Regions from separate parts of the Mus musculus genome. Here region 2 is linked to region 1. The links are chromatin contacts, called in public Hi-C maps. All regions are on one chromosome and are shown on one strand. Each heading gives the region's core, a stretch centred on a gene start, on an enhancer-like site or on the middle of the called end of the contact. The rest is flanking DNA. Distances are from core to core; before and after follow the strand shown. Region 1 has its middle 46 kb from the start of Gm34087. Region 2 holds the start of 5330416C01Rik (RIKEN cDNA 5330416C01 gene).

The links. A called contact is a pair of places that touch in the nucleus more often than the background predicts.
Region 2: a Hi-C map of forebrain shows a contact between it and region 1, with 1.8 times the contacts expected there. The contact joins the promoter of 5330416C01Rik here to the enhancer-like site in region 1. A contact is called at or near these places in 4 of 39 promoter capture datasets (the 3T3-L1 cell line, cranial neural crest, hematopoietic stem and progenitor cells and 1 more), 3 of 484 Hi-C or Micro-C datasets (cerebral cortex, cortical neurons and forebrain) and 1 of 115 datasets of contacts at active chromatin or transcription factors (embryonic stem cells).

The regions. Positions count from the first base shown.
Region 1 is chr13:97,664,386-97,672,286 of GRCm38.p6, reverse strand. No RefSeq gene overlaps it. Among named protein-coding and RNA genes, the nearest start is that of Gm34087, 46 kb to the right of the region's middle. Within about 2 kb of position 3,231, at least 28 of the 459 cell types and tissues checked have an H3K27ac peak or open chromatin away from gene starts, as enhancers often do. A contact at or near this core is called in cortical neurons and forebrain, where this site is marked.
Region 2 is chr13:97,744,626-97,752,526 of GRCm38.p6, reverse strand. 5330416C01Rik (RIKEN cDNA 5330416C01 gene) reads left to right here and starts at 5,116. Exons shown (of 7, transcript NR_152140.1): 1 at 5,116-5,239; 2 at 7,362-7,445. Rps18-ps4 (ribosomal protein S18, pseudogene 4) reads right to left here and starts at 1,415. Exons shown (of 3, transcript NR_152263.1): 1 at 1,375-1,415; 2 at 958-1,115.

The DNA of each region.
Region 1 (7,901 bases), core at 1,982-4,481:
CATCCTCCCTCCTGATGTGGGCTTCTTCTCTGTGTGCACAGCAGCCACCAGCCCCAGATGCGAAGGGACCTCTCAGAGGAAGTCTGTGGGTTGCCGCCTTTACCTCTGAATTGCAGTTAAGTCTCATGATTGGGAAATAAAACCAGATTGGCTTTTAAGTGCTCAAAGAAGGATTTCTGAGGAACTGTCTAATCCCATTGGCCTTTGTCAGCCAGGCCTTTAATTTCTGCTCCTCCAACCTTGTGACTAGGACTAGAGAGCAGCAGCTGCACGATGGAGGGGAGACGCCAATCACCTGGGGCAGGTGAGGAGAAGGGACTGCGTTCGTTCACCTGCTTCCATCTTTCATGTAGAGATAATTTCTTTTATTTTGTGGAGATTAAAGCTTGCTTGAAGTGAGAGATGCTTTTGCAGAAAACTGTGTCTCCCAGCTCTGCTATTATGGGGCTGGAATGCTGACCTTTAACTCCAGAGCCTTCTCGTTGACCTGCAAGCATCCTGTAGGTGTCCTGTCTGCCACGGGCAATGGACTAGAAGGAACACTGTGATAATGAACAGTGGGGACTCTCTGCTGCCTCTGCCTTGACAGTCCCTTTGTGCCACATTGCAGATTTCCCAAGGTATTGGTGACAGCTGGATCAGAGGGGGGAAACTAAGGAAGAAGAACATGTGGCTTGGGTTTAAGACTTGCAGTAGCTAATTCTCTGAAGAAGTTGAATAGATTTGCCAAGGTCTTGATTGCCTCTTGACTGCTCTTACCCACCACTCACAGTGGCCACAACTTTGGACAGCTCTGAAGAGGGAGTGGACCAAGAGAGCCTCCAGAGGCAGAAAGCCACTGTTTTCCTCAGCAGCCACTTTTTGTGAGTGAAGAGACTCATACCATATGCTGTGTAGCTAGGTGGCCCTCGACACGCCATGAATCCTGGCTGGAAAGACACCCAGTCCCTCCATCTAGAATGTCTCTTCTCCTTTATCAGGACAAACCTAATGCCCTTAACACACTGTGAGACTAAGAGTTAGACAGATAAAGAAAAGGGACATGACTAGGTAATAAAGGTGACAAATTTCTAAAATGGCCAGCTTCTTCCTTACCCTTCTAAGTCAAGATTTAAAAAACACATGACATAACAGTTGTGCGTCAAGCAATATCATATTCTCCTTCAAACTGACCAGCCCTAAATTAGGGGAAGGAAAAAACACCACTGCCACCAAACCCAGTCCTCAAGAAGAGCCTGGATTTGTCAGCTTTCCTGAGCCCTCCACCCCCTCTATGTTGCAAAGGGACTTTTTCTCTGTATGTCTGTGTGGGTAGGTGTCCCTGCCCATCAATAAGTGCCTTTCTTCACCTGCTGACTCTATTCCTATTTGCTACCTTTGAGATTTCTCTACTGTTACTTGAGAATTCCCTGCCATTTAATTATTTATTAATAATTATAGCAAGCATTTTACTGATTAATCTACCTAGACTGTGTTAGCATCTGTGCTGATCTCTTGGACCTGGTTCAAGTCTTGTATTTCCATTCTCACAGCACCAGTCAGCCTGCCTCATAGACTTAACCATAGCTACGGCTTCACTGGAGATGTCCCTCTGTATGGGAGCCCTGGAAGCCAAGAACTGCTTCGATCTTACTTTCTTTCTTAATGGGTGGCATCCAGCAGGTACTCGATTCTTAACCGACTCACTGTTTAATAAGAGATTTTTGTGCAAATGCACACTTTTGAATTTGTTATTCCTTAAAAATGACTGTAGGTTTATTCTCTCTCTCTCTCTCTCTCTCTCTCTCTCTCTCTCATGCTCATGCTCTCTCTCTCCCACCTGGTACCCCACCCACACATATAGATAAATGTATCTGTATTATTCTGTATTCTGTCTCCCCTCTGAGTAAGAATGGGTCCTAATCAGACCTCTACCAGTATCCTGAAGGAAACAAAGCAGCTCTCGCCCTCCCAGCACTCTTCTCCCTTAGAACCACTTAATAACCCTGTGGGATCACAATAGAGTAGAATGAGAGATGTCTTTAGAAGTGACAAGATACAGGAAACCACAGCACTGTGCCTTGGGAACATAAAATAATAGAACAAATCCTTAAAGATTTCATCTTATCCTTAGAAGCACTTTACCAAAGCCATTTCAGCCTCTAACAAGTGTTGGCTCCAGTCCCACCTACCAAAGTCATGCACTGGCCTGATAAAGGACAATGGTCATGCGGTGCATTTTGTGCCATTAGGCTTAAGGAATCAGAAAGCAAATACATTTGGAGGGTGACCACAGACTACCTCAAGGCGGAGGGACCTTGCGGAATTGGCTCCATCCTGATACTCCTGGGAGAGAGGAGGCTACAGAGAATGCCATTAGTCACTGAATTGTAATTATCAGGGATAACTAGGGGGTGTGGTGTGCTGAATGGAGCTTGTTGGGACTCAAGCGACTGTTGTGTTTGAGAGTACAGACTCTCAGAAGACCAGCATATGGACCAAGCTCCACAATTGATGGGGAACATCAGAGTATCCTAGGCTCTCTTTTCCTCCTGTACCCCCACGCAAAACAGGTATGATGATGGTACTCGTCGCATGGAGCTTGTCGAAGGATTTGTAATGCACTTTGCCTAACACACAAAAATTACTCAATACAGAGTAGATTGCAAAGGCTTCTAAGAAACAAAGCCTGTATGTTTCTAAACGCCCAGACTGGCCTTTTGCCAGGTGAATACTGAAATGAAACACTAGGTAACTGTATCTTCTTTTATTAAAATCTCTTTCACAAGTTTTGTTCACTGCTCCGTTCCACTGGCCCTCACTGGGTTAACGCTCCCTTGCTCATTTCCCCGGCTTGGTACATAAGATCAGGTTGCATATGTTAAAGAATTACAGGCAAGGAACATTTTAGGTGGGTTGGATACCATGCATCAGGAGGAATTTGAGTTGAAAAGATTACTGTCTTTTGTGCCGTTGAACATTCCATCAGTTCAAGAGGAAGAAGTCTGTTTACAGGTATAGTCAGGTCTACAGGGACCAAAGCATAGCTCCTCTAAATATGTCTTTTAGGACATTCCTGAAATGATTTGCTTTGTTCGAGCCTCTTTTAAGAAACCACATGTAATTACACTCAACTATTCAGAAGGTTAAGCTTCAAACTAGCAAATGCCAAAGCGTTCTGAGTTCTCATTGCCAACTCGCCCTAATTCAGCAAGCAAGGCCTTAGCTCCTCCTCTCAAGCATGCCAGCAGAAAAGAATGTGAGCCAGTATATTCATGAATCCTGGCTCCTCTCTGCTCAAGCATTTCTTTCCAGTGCTGGGGCAGGTCTTTTGATAATCAATTCTCGTGTTATTTATAAACGTTCTTGTCTAGGAAGAAAGCCACTTGCTAATGACAAGGCACTGTGTGACTTTCTATGTCTACAGATGAGCAAGATCTGAGAGAATATTCTAAAACCTTGCTCTTAAGTCTATTGTTCCTTTAACTCACTTAAAACATGCATATGCATGCCTCCTGCATTTAGAAACCTTGCCCTTATTAATTATGGAGTAGACCCCTGTGGGATTTAATATTCTAATTATTTCACACTACAGAACCTCCCAAACATTTTCCTGCTATGCTTAAATTAATATCAGTATATTAAGATCAGACTTCACACAATTGTGTATTAGAGAGAAAGAGTACCTTTTCCTTAAGACCAGGGTTTTTTTTGGGGGGGTGTTTGGTTTTTTTGTTGTTGTTGTTTTTACTTCAGCATGGATATGCATGTGGAATATGTATGTATGTCTGCATGTTCACATGTGTATGAATGCATGTGTTTGTAAGGTGCATGTGAAAATGTGTATGCCAGTGTTTAGAGGCCAAAGTTGGCGTCTGATGTCTTCCTCAATCCCTCCCCACCTTATGTATTGATTCAAGGCCTCTCATCTGCACCCATAGCTCGCCAATTCTGTTAACCTAGCTAGTTAGCTTGCTCTGGGGAGCTTCAGTTTCCATCTTCCAGGGTTAGGATCACAGGTGGGCCTCCACACCCACCCTGGGTTTCCTTTGGTGCTGAGAATCCAAACTTTGTTCCTTATCCTTCTTACACAGTAGGTCTTTACTCACAAGACAATCCCCCATCTGTCTTTATGTGGATTCTTTTGAGTTCAGGTTCTCAGGAAACTACCACATGGATACCTATATAATGAGAACAGAAAATGAAAAAGAGGCTGGTAGGTTAAGAACTTCCTTTGTTCATCCACAACTAATTAGCAATGTCTAGCCTGATCCCTGGGCTGTTCTGGGCACCATGGAAACAAAATGTCTGCCCAATGGAGTTCACACTATTGTGTTGTATTTCAGTGTAAAATAGATGGTAGGTCATAGGGAGAAAAAAAATAATGTAGATGGAAACGAAACGGGACTGGGAATTGTGGTGCATGCCTATAATTCAAGGCCATGGCTAACAAAAGCTGGAGGAACACAAACAGGAGGCCAGGCTGAGCTATATCATGAGGTTCTGACTCTAAAACAGGAAAGGGGAATAGAGGGTTCTAAAAGCAAGGTCATGGTGCTCCTCCAATATCTGAGCAAAGATCTAAAGAATAGAATGAATGACTTGTGCAATATTTGAATTAAAAATGCCATGAACAGTCATGGAAACTCATCACAAGAGGGCCCTGCTCCAGACGTATGGAAGGAAAAGGCCAGTGTGACTGGAGACGGGAGAAAGGAGCACTGAGAGGGAAGGGCACCCAAAGCAGCATGCTCCTTCTACCACCTGGAGCTTCTAGTCTGAGTACCGCTGCAGTACTGTGAGTAAAAATGAAAGGATCTGACGATTGCTATAGCAACGCCGCCTAGGAAGGATGATGAAGATTCACATGACAGTTGTGAGAAGCAGCCAGATCCTGGGCTATTTCAAAGGAAGAACTTTAAAGGGATTTGCTAATGGGCTTAAATATAAATCAAGAAAGAACAGGACGAGTCATGAACAACTCCAAGATTTTTTTTTTTTTGGCTTGAGTTTTTTTTTTTTTTTTAAGTTTGAAGAATAGAAGGGAAGCGAAGGTTTGAATATTGACATGTTAAGTTTAAGATACCTACATTAGCCATCCTCATGGAGATGTTGAGTAGGCAGATGTAGAGAAAAGTCTGGAGTTCAAGGCAAAGGCATAGGCATGAGACATATTTTAGGCTCTATCAACATGTGGATGATGTTAAGCCATGAGACTGGCTGATATCACTCAGGTAGTGAATGTGGGTGGAGACGAGAAGGCGTCCAGAGACTGAAAGCAAGCATGCAGCACTCCAGGGTTTGGAAATCCACACCTGGCATAGCTCCGGATAACTGTTATTCAGAAATGTCTTACTCCTGCTTGGTTCAAAACACTCCATTTTGCTGAATCATGCGACTTGGCATTGATTGTTTTTCTCCATTTTTTTCAACTGGAGTTACTCAGACCATAAAATGGAGCTTAAGGCTAAAGTTGCAGATGACTTAAAGCCTCTGTCTTTCTGCTGAGGAATCCTTGGCCAGTGACATTCAGAAACAATTTTCAAAAGTTTCTTTGTTAACGACTAGACAAGAGCAGCACTGTACATTCAGGAAAAGATGTGTCCAAAAGCCCTTTCAAGGGGTATTGTCCCAAAACCAAAAAATCACAACCCATCCTTGGGTGTCACTAAAAGTTATTGACAGTGACTATCACTGCAAAACAAATTATCCTCCAAACTCAGATACTTGAAATAAGTATTGATGATCTTATTGCTCTTAAGCCAGAAAATCCAGTCATGGTTGGGCTGGCTCCCTTGCCCAGGGTTTCACACAAGGCTGCAATTAAGGTGTTAGCAGAGTGAGAGCAGGTTCTCATCTGAAGACTCGGCTTAGGAATAACCTGCCGTTGCTTAGAGGGCACTTTCCATTGTCTTGACACATGGGCCTCTGTAGCTTCATTTATTGTAGAAATGTGAAGACTCAGAAAGGGAGCTAGCAAGAAAGAAAATGTCTTCAGGATGGCTACCACAGGCTCTTACAGCCATCACAGGCTCTAATGAAGCACTAACAAAGCACAGCATTCCCCCCTCCCTCCCCCACCCCGTTCTATAAACCAGAAGCAAGTGGGTGGGATCAAACAATACCAAGTCAAGGACCATACAGGGGCCGGATCACGAGAAGGTTTGCTTAGCACAAACAACATGAGACATATTTTTAATTAAGAAATTTATTTGTCAAGAAAAGTTTTAGGCACAAAGCAAAGTTAAACAGGAGACAGGCACAGCGAGCTTGTACACTTGCCCTCATAGGCTTAACCTCCCCTACCGTCAGCATCACCTACTCAGTCGGTCGGGGGAATCTCCGCTATCAATGAGTGACTTACACTGACACATTAATATCCTCCTTGGTGTTGTTCATTCTGTGAGTTCGATGGATAAAATATGACATGCGTCATGCACAGTAGTCACCCTACCATATGAATCCTTTCTGTTCTACCTATGTTCTTAACTTTCTTACCTTCTCCAGGTAACCCTTGGCAACCACTAATCTTTTATTTACCCCAATAGTTTCATTGTTTTTCAGAGTGTCAGCCAGTTGAAATTATGTAGTATACAGATTTTCAATTTGCCTTTTTAAAACTTGATATATATTTAATATTTAATATATATTTAAGTTTCCTCTATGCCTTTACATGGCTTGATGATTTGTTTCTTTTTTTAAGTATTGAATAATATCTCATTGTCTAGATATACCATAGATTAATTGCTCGTTTACTTCCTGAAGGACATCTTGATTTCTTACATGTTTAGGCAATTATGACTAAAACCACTCTAAATATCATGTGCAGGTTTTGTGTAGTTTAAACACTCAGTTCCTTTGGGAAAATGCCAAGGAGTGTTGTTGCTGGATCATATGGTATCAGCATGTTTAGTTTCCCCAGAAATTGCCAAACTGTCTTCCAAAGTGTACTTGCTTGCATCTAATGAGTGTTCCAATAGATTCACATCCTCATCAGTATTGACTATTATTGTTATCAACAGCATTTTTAATGCTAGACATCTTAGCAGGTCTGTAGTGATGTATCACTGCTGCTTTAATGTGCAACCCTCTAATTGTTCACAGTATGAGAAGCTGAATATCTTCTCATATATTTAATTACCGTGTGTGTGTGTGTGTGTGTGTGTGTGTGTGTGTGTACTGATGAGAGATCTTCTCATTTAAAATTATTTGCTCTAAAAAAATTTAAAAATAAAAATATTTGTTCATTTTCGAAGAGTTGACTTTAAGAAAAATGTTGTGTATTTTAGAGAATAGTCCTTTATTAGTTGTGTTTTTAAGAATGTTTTCTCCTAGTGGTTGACTTGTATTTATATATTCTTACAATTGCAACTTGAGGCTGCTCAGATGCACACCATACCAGTCTGAATAGGTCTGCCTGCCCTTGGAACCTGCCCATACCCTTGGTTTAGAGCTGAAGGACTCAGAGCCAATGACTCCCCTTCCTACCCCTATCCCTGCATGGAGGCTCAGGTGCAGGCCATGACAGTCAGAAGAACAGAGACTTCACACTGAACCAAAGGCCACTCTAGCCACCCGAAGTCCAACCCCCAAATCTGATGGAGTTGCCCTGCTGGACCAGGGGTCACATAGGTCTGCAGAATACAGACCACAAAGACCAGAAAATGAAAGAGGAAACGGAAACCAAGGAACAAAACACCCATCCAACAAAGACAAACTCAGAAGTAGACGATTAGACTTATATTCATCGCAAACACAGATGCATAGACATCAGTGTAAGAACACAAGCAACAACAATACACAATGCCACCACCTGAGGCCAGCTGTCCTACTACTGCAACCCTGGAATATTCCAACCCAGCTGAAGAACAAGAAAACTACCTTAGAACAAGCTTCAGGAAAATGATCGGGGACCTTAAATT
Region 2 (7,901 bases), core at 3,867-6,366, 78 kb before region 1:
AACTCTCTGGCTTCTGCAATCCTTTTCTCCCCTCTTCTGCAGGGTTCCCTAAGCTCCAAGAGAAGGGGCATGGTGAAGATCTTCAATTTGGGGCCTCTATCAGCCTTATGTTTGGTTGTGGGTCTCTGCATCTGTCCCCATCAGCTGTTAGTGGAACCCTCTCTGATGACGATTGGACTTCCGGGGGGCTTTCTCTTTCTGAGCCGTTTGTTCCTTGCACTTCACGTTACAAAGATCGGCTTCCAATTGATCCCAGAGTTCCCACAGCCGTCATGTGACAGGGATGGATTTGTGCTGATTCTCGGGACTGGCAAGAAGATTATGGGAGTTACTGGTTACTCTAAGAAGGAAACATTGTATGATAGTAGAGTTAGCATGGGCATTCCTTAATGATAAGCAGAAGACATAGTCTGATTGACCCCAGAAAATTTTTGTTTTGTTTTTGAGATATGATCAGATGTAGCTCAATCTGTCTGGAACTCACTATGCAGCCAAGATGGACTTTGAGCTTCGTCTTTGTTATTGTTGTTTTAAGATTTCTATCTATTTTATATATATATGGTTGTGAACCATCATGTGGTGGCTGGGAATTGAACTCAGGACCTCTTGAAGAGCAGTCAGTGCTCTTAACCACTGAGCCATCCCTTTAGCCCGTTTGTTTGATTTTTTTCCTTAAATCAGTTTTAAATAACTTTTTTGTGTTGTTTGTGTTCAGAATACGTACATCTGAACGTAGGGGGCATGCACACTCACCAGAAAAGGACCTCAGGCATCCTGTTATTTTCCTCTCTGCTTTATTACCCTCAGGTGATCTTCCTGCCTCTGTCAATAACACCCTGGGTTACTCATGGCCATGCCCAGCTTTTTATGTGGAAGCTGGGGATTTGAACTTGGGTCTACATACCTCTTCAGCAAACTCTCTTACCCACTGAGCAACCTCCAAAGCTTAACTCTGACCTTCTGACTCTCCTGCCTTCACTTCCTGTGTGCTGAGATCACCAGCTTATACCAGCAGGCCCAGTATATTTGGTGCTGAGAACGGAACCCAGGGCTTCATGCACATCAGGACAGCATTCTGTTGAGTATCCTTCACCTCTGCATTCTTCTTTATGGATCTACAAGGCCCATAAAGGTTACTAGCCGTGGCTGGAGGGTGGAGGCCCAGAAGAAACTCATGTTTGTATGCCCACATGCATCCTGGCTCAACCTAGCAAGGATGGGATCCCTGCCAGGCAGAATGTAGGAAATGCTCAGCCTCCCTTCCCAGCAGAGACACACAAGCTCTGGCCGGCTGTGCCCTTTCTCTATAGGCTCATATGCTCAGTTCTGGCTGTCTTTGCCTTTTAGCCCTTCCTTCCAGAGTCCCCGACTCACCTATCCGCTGGCCTCTCCTCAGCCTCTGTGGAGGACTGCACATGTGTGTGCAGACACACTTCTGCCACCTGGAGTCCTCTCTGTGTTTCCCCCTCTTTGTCTCATTTTGGTTCACAGCAGGGCTTCACGATTCTCTTGCATTCTGTTAATAAAAATTAAGCAATCAATTTTCTTCCCCTTCATTACATCTAATTCCCTCTCTAACTCAATTATTATTGCAACCCTGGCAAGTGCTTTGCAAGGCAGATGGCAGGAAGGACAGGTTGCCAAAATAAAGGGCATTGTTTGCTGAGGGATATTGTTTCCATGAAAGTGATGACACTTTCCTTCCAAGGATGGATTATTTTTTTTTTCTAAAATCAAATTCGTGTAGCTCTGTTAATGGAATAGGTTCGAGCAAGTGCTGCCAAGAGAAACATAGGCACATACAACAAACTATAGCAGCCATTAAGAGTACTTTATATAATTTAGTAATGTAAAATAATACGATGATATATATCATTTTCTTCGAAAGAAATTAGAATAAACGTATGATGTGACTTTGTGTTCCCAGCCCTTTGAGTTCTAAACTATCTCATTGCAAAGGTGGTTTATTTGGTGCCACAGTGCAGAGCCAGCCTGACAGATTAAGTCATAGTCCTTTATAGTGTTGCTTGGGAAATTTCTGTCTGACTAAGAGTGGCGGATATCCAAGCTCAAGTGCAAGCTCTGATCGACTGATCGATGGGTTGATTGCTATTGTCTGTGCCATTGTGAGAAGTAGGTAAGAAGGCAACGGGCACTCTCTGTAAGGAAACCCCTAAGGAAACTCAGCAAGAGTGGAGGGAAGTGTTCTTCCTCCGGGTTGAACCCTGAAGAAGTTTGGAAGGCTATTTTTTCCTCTTGTGCATGTGTGTGTGTGTGTGTGTGTGTGTACACGCACGTGAGCCTTGTGTGTGTGCTTGCATGTGTGTACATGTGCATGAGTCCTTCCGTGTGTGCTTGCATGGATGTGCACATGCGTGTATGAGCCTTGCCTATTGTGACTCAGGAACTACCCACCTTATTTTCTTGAGGCAGGTTTACTCACTGGCCTAGAACTCAACAAGCAGGATAAGATAGCTGTCCAGTGAGCCCCCATGGGTCCATGTCCTCAATTTACCAGTTTTGAGGTTTCAATTTTTGTCACCTGCCTGGCTTTTGTGTGTTGTATATGGGTTCTGGAGAACTGAACTCTGGCCCACATTCTTGTGCCAAGCACTTTCCCGTCTAAGCTATCATCCCAGCCATTCCCCTTTTGGAGACAGGGGTTTACTATATAGCCCTGGTTGGATTGGAGCTCACTGTGTAGACCAGCATGCCAGTTCTTTGAACTTACAGTCGTTCTCCTGTCTGTGCTTTCTAATTGCTGGGACTACATCTATAGAACACCATGCCAACCCCAGCAGGCTATTTCCATATTGTATTGGGTGGAGAGGCTGATCTGTTTTGTTGGGGTTTTCAGCTTGTTTGTTCTGTTTTTCTAGGTCTACTGTAGAATCAGTCTCCTTATTTGATAATCACACTCCAATTATAATTCTTTCTGCCATACTTATTAAACTGCCTTGACTCTCCTGCCTGTGTTTTCCTGGAACACTGCCTCTAGACATTTGTTTGTTTTTGTTTTTTTTCTAGAACACAGTAGAGTCCCTGAGATGGAGATCTCAGAGTCAAGATTATCAGTGAAAGGACCTTAGCCTACATCTTTCTGCAGGCCAGGAAACCTGGGCATCTCTGTCCATTAATTCCCAGAGTGGACTTGAATTTATCAGGACATAGTGAGTCTAAAAACATCTGGCCAGCCAGACATGGTGGCGCACGCCTTTAATCCCAGCACTTGGGAGGCAGAGGCAGGCAAATTTCTGAGTTCGAGGCCAGCCTGGTCTACAGAGTGAGTTCCAGGACAGCCAGGGCTACACAGAGAAACCCTGACTCGGGGAAAGAACAAAACAAAACAAAACAAAACAAAAATCAAAAAACATCTGGCCAAGATTTCCCTTCTCCTAAAACAACTTGGACATGCATTGCAAAAGAGATTGCTGGACATAAAGATGAAAAGTGTTTCCTTTGTACGATGCATTTATAACACAGGATAAAGCAGCAAAATACACTCGTCGTTGAAAACTCAAAAAGTGCAAACGAGCACAGTAAATTTTAAAAACAAAAAGCAAAATCACCTATAATTCTGGTCTATGGAGACATTGGCCATTGAAATGTTAATTCGTCTGAAAGCTTTTGCTGTTTAGACACGTCTGCTATGGCCACATAGCACATACACGCTGCCTCGTCCGCTTAGCTTGTTAGCTGTTTTAGTGAACTCCCAGTGGCTGTGAAGAAATACCTGAGATATCCATTTTAAAAGGAGCAAAGGCTTGTCTCAGCTCATGGTTCAGAGCTGTGACACAATAGCAGGGAGCATGTGACAGAACCCAGCTACTCACCTGGAACAACTGGGAGCAAAGGAGAGAAGAACTGCCCAAGGTCTCCATCTCACCGACCTACCGTCCATCACTTGCTTCAACTTGGCCCTACCTCCTCCAGGTCCCACCATCCCCCAGTAGCAGTGGGGACCAACTATTTATAAATATGCCGGATCTAAACATATTAATGTTGCTAATATGTTCGTCACTTTGCCAAACATACCTTAGTATGTTTAATGGCTGCAAAGTTACATGGACATACCATAAGTGGTTTTAATCACTTCGCTGTGTTTTGCAGTTAGAGAATTTCAGACAGTTAAGTGATAATATACGTTTTAGTCAACTGGCATCTCATCAATGCTTTATGCTTGTCGCCATGGTTACCTGTGGACAGATTAGTAGAGGTGAACCCGTGAGTCACGGTTAGTTTGTTTGCTTGCTTGCTTTTAATTTAAGGATATTAATATTGCTTGCCCACCTGGCTCCCTACAAGGATATGTGGTGTTTTTCAAATGTGTATATCTGATTTTCATTTTCATTATCTGAAAATCGTGTATATACATATACTTTACTTATATTCCATCCAGTTTCAGCTATATGACCTTACTATACTTTAGAGCAATTGTTAAATGGGACCCCTTTGAGTGTACCAGGCTCTTTTGAAAAACAGTCCTCATGTATACAACTATCACACTTAACATACAAATGAGTGGCCTTGAGCTCGTGGGATTCAGACGTCTGTTCAATTAGAGCCATTTTCATAATGTATTTGAAGACTTTTGCTCAATATTCATAAAGCCAAATGTTCGGATACTTTATTTGCCAGGCTATTATGTCCCTGCATAATAGGAGGCTTCTGAGGCAGGACTGGGCTGCCTTGCCCTGGCTCTGGGAGCGCACTACAGGTAACGTGCCTTTGGCTTCGATCCCAAAACCGCAGCACACAGATGGTGGGGAACAAAAGGCCTGAGTGGCCCACCACGTTTCAGCTGCTCTTCCAGCCTTCCCCCCAGCCCTCCCGGGTCTGTCTGCTCCCTCCCTTCCTCTCCACCCCCACCACGATCGCGCACCTCTGCCCTCCAGGACTGACAAAAGACCATGCTCAAAATACCCAAATGTTGGTCCAATATGGTAAATCTGAAAAGCGAGCCATTTGATGTCACCCAGTCTTCTCATTAGACACTGTCACTGCCCTTCTCTTTGAATGTCAGGGAAATAAAGTCCATTTAGGTGCCAAGAAATCTTCCCGATAGAGAGGTTGCTATAGCAACCGTGTAGCGATGAATTAACCAGCAAGCCATTCAGTCATAAGGTGCTGGCTTGGAACTGCTCTGCATGGTGTCCTACCTTCTTTTGAAACTAGATGGTTCTGCACGGCCCAGCGTCTGCTTTCTATTTCTGTGGTTCAGACACGACTGTTTGTTAAGGTATTTGGTTTGCTATAGAATTAAGGCTCCCAGAGGGGGGAGAAGAGGTGGGGTGGAGAACTAGCTGAAAGGCTAGCAAACTATAACAAACCCAGAACAACTTTTTCAAAAGTGTAGGAGGCAGCGGTGGGGGATCAAACAGAGTCGGCTCCCTATGGAAGCAGGTGCAGCAGGCTGATGTAAATCCTGAGCCCAGGGAGGGGGGAAAACAAAATCAGCTCTATCGAATGTGGGACTGGTCGAAAATAAACCTCACGCTTTTATTAATCTAATCCCTGCTTTGTAAGCCATGACATTTAACCGGGTAATTAAATAATAATTGAATAAGTCTGCGAGGCATAGAACCAGGCAGAAAGGCGCATTCCCTTGAGACAATTTTTTTATCAAATATTGACTCACTCTTCAATATTAACGATGGGGAGCTAATGCTATATTTTATATTTACATACTAACATTGTTTGGAAGACCCTTGGTGATTTATAGGTTCTCAACTTACACATGCGAGTTGAATTGAAAATCCAAGGTCTAGGGACACACATGAATGGTAGGGCAACACAGGGCAAAGCTTCGCCGCCCCTGCCTATCACGGCCTTCAGAAAGGCACACCAGTCTAACTGTTCTTACTCCACAAACAGACTCACTTGGTGCCGGGGGGGAGAAGTGGAGCTTCTTTTTTCTTTTTAGATTGTGATATTATTAGGTTTTAGTTATGTGTGTGGGCTTGTGGGATCAGGTACTTGTGGAGGCCAGACCTGTCGAATCCCATGGAGGAAGTATAGACAGTTGTGAGCTATCTAATGCAGATGCTGTGAAAGAAACTTGAGTCCTCTACAAGAGCAATGTGTTCTCCTAACCCCAGAGCCACCTCTCTGGCCCAGGAGTTTCCTTTCCAAACAGCCCCTTGGGTTTTGCTGGCACACAGGAAGCACCAGATAGAGAAGGGTGTAGCATCCCCAGTATAGTGTGCTAGTCAATGACTAAAGGCAGGCTCTTGGAGATGAGTGTATATGTTTGCATATGTGTTCACAATTATCTTATACTTTACTCCTGTGAAGGTTTCCTTACACACGATTTAATAACATTGTCAACATACAGTGTTCTCTCTAACTTTCCTAGAGACAACTCATTTGCATAAGTGCTTTTAGCTTTTTAGTGTGTGCTGAAGTCTTCTTGTGTCTGCACCCAACCTACTGTTAATTACCATTGACAAATAGTTCGTGCCTGAATGTTAACTGTCTGTTTGCATACGATGAAAGTAAGGGTGTGTCGGAACTTGACTCTGGTCTATAACATGATCTATCCCTTAGTTGTATGGCTTCATAACTTTGGAAGACTGTCATCCCTCAGCCATTCACAGCATAATGACTACAGACCTGTCACCTTTTAGGTTTAATTTCATTGTTAGCAGTTTTCCTCAGATCAAATAGAAACAATCAGTAAAGCAATAAGTTGTGCCCAGACTTAAAATGTGTTATTTCCCCTCTAATCCTGGAGATAGTGGCTACCAACAATGATGCATCAAACAGAGTTGCGAATAGATGATCCTGGGGACCACTCTATTTCTAGCATGGGCACATAAAAGAGCTTTTTTTTTGGCTCTTTTTTAATAGATATTTTCTTTATTTACATTTCAAATGTTATGCCCTTTCCTAGTTTCCCCTCTGAAAATCTCCTATCCTCTCCCCACTGCTCCCCAACCCACCCACTCCCATTCCCAGTCCTGACATTCCCCCTATACTGGGGCATAGAACCTTCACAGGACCTAGGGCCTCTCCTCCCATTGATGGTCGACTAGGCCACCCTCATCTACATATATAGCTAGAAAAGAACTTTTTAAATCTCCAGAACACCAACTGAAATAGGAATGTGATGAAATCGTTTTAACAAGGAATTCAAGCACTCACTGGCTGTGGGCTGGTTTTGTGTGATGCTGGGTTTGTACCCACAATTTCATATACACTGGGCAAACTAAAAAAGACCTACATCCCAAGTCTCTGTAATATAATTTTTTAGATACTGAAAATCCTTCTCAGTTTCCTCTTGGGTCTCTTTAGTGCACAAAACGGTTCAAGTTTGGGGACCACAGATCCTAGATGACTCTGTGTCATTTTGTTTTATTCAGGTAATGATGGAGAACACTGACATCCGGCACACATGGGACTTATGGATTTTGCTGACTATTTTTGAAAGCTCTATAGGACGTGTGGTAAGGAGCAGGGTGCATTGGTCCTGGCTCTGCTGGTGCAGCTCAGTATGTTTGGGAGTAACTGTGGCTTCTGAACCAGACTCACGCTGTGTAGCCATGGAAGAGCAAAGCGCTGTGTGCTGCATAAACTGTGCCTCTGCTATACACAAGCAAGATTGTCAGACGGCAAGCCCAAGCGTGTGTTCTTTCTATTGTCCCATTAAGAGGACAATCTGGAAGATGCCACCTGGTCAATCGATTCATATTCTCCACCTGACACAGGGCAGCCTGCCAACCTGACACTTATTCTCGGGCTGCTTTTCTTTGCTAGGGAAGCCACTATTTTTTTTTCTCATTTGGTTTTGTAAGTATTCAAATTTGAGCAAAAATAAAAAATGTTCAGCTAATCTGAATGATCGCTCTCTGTGCACAGAGAAACCTGGATCCTTTTTCTGCCTTCCGGACTGTTTGTAAGCT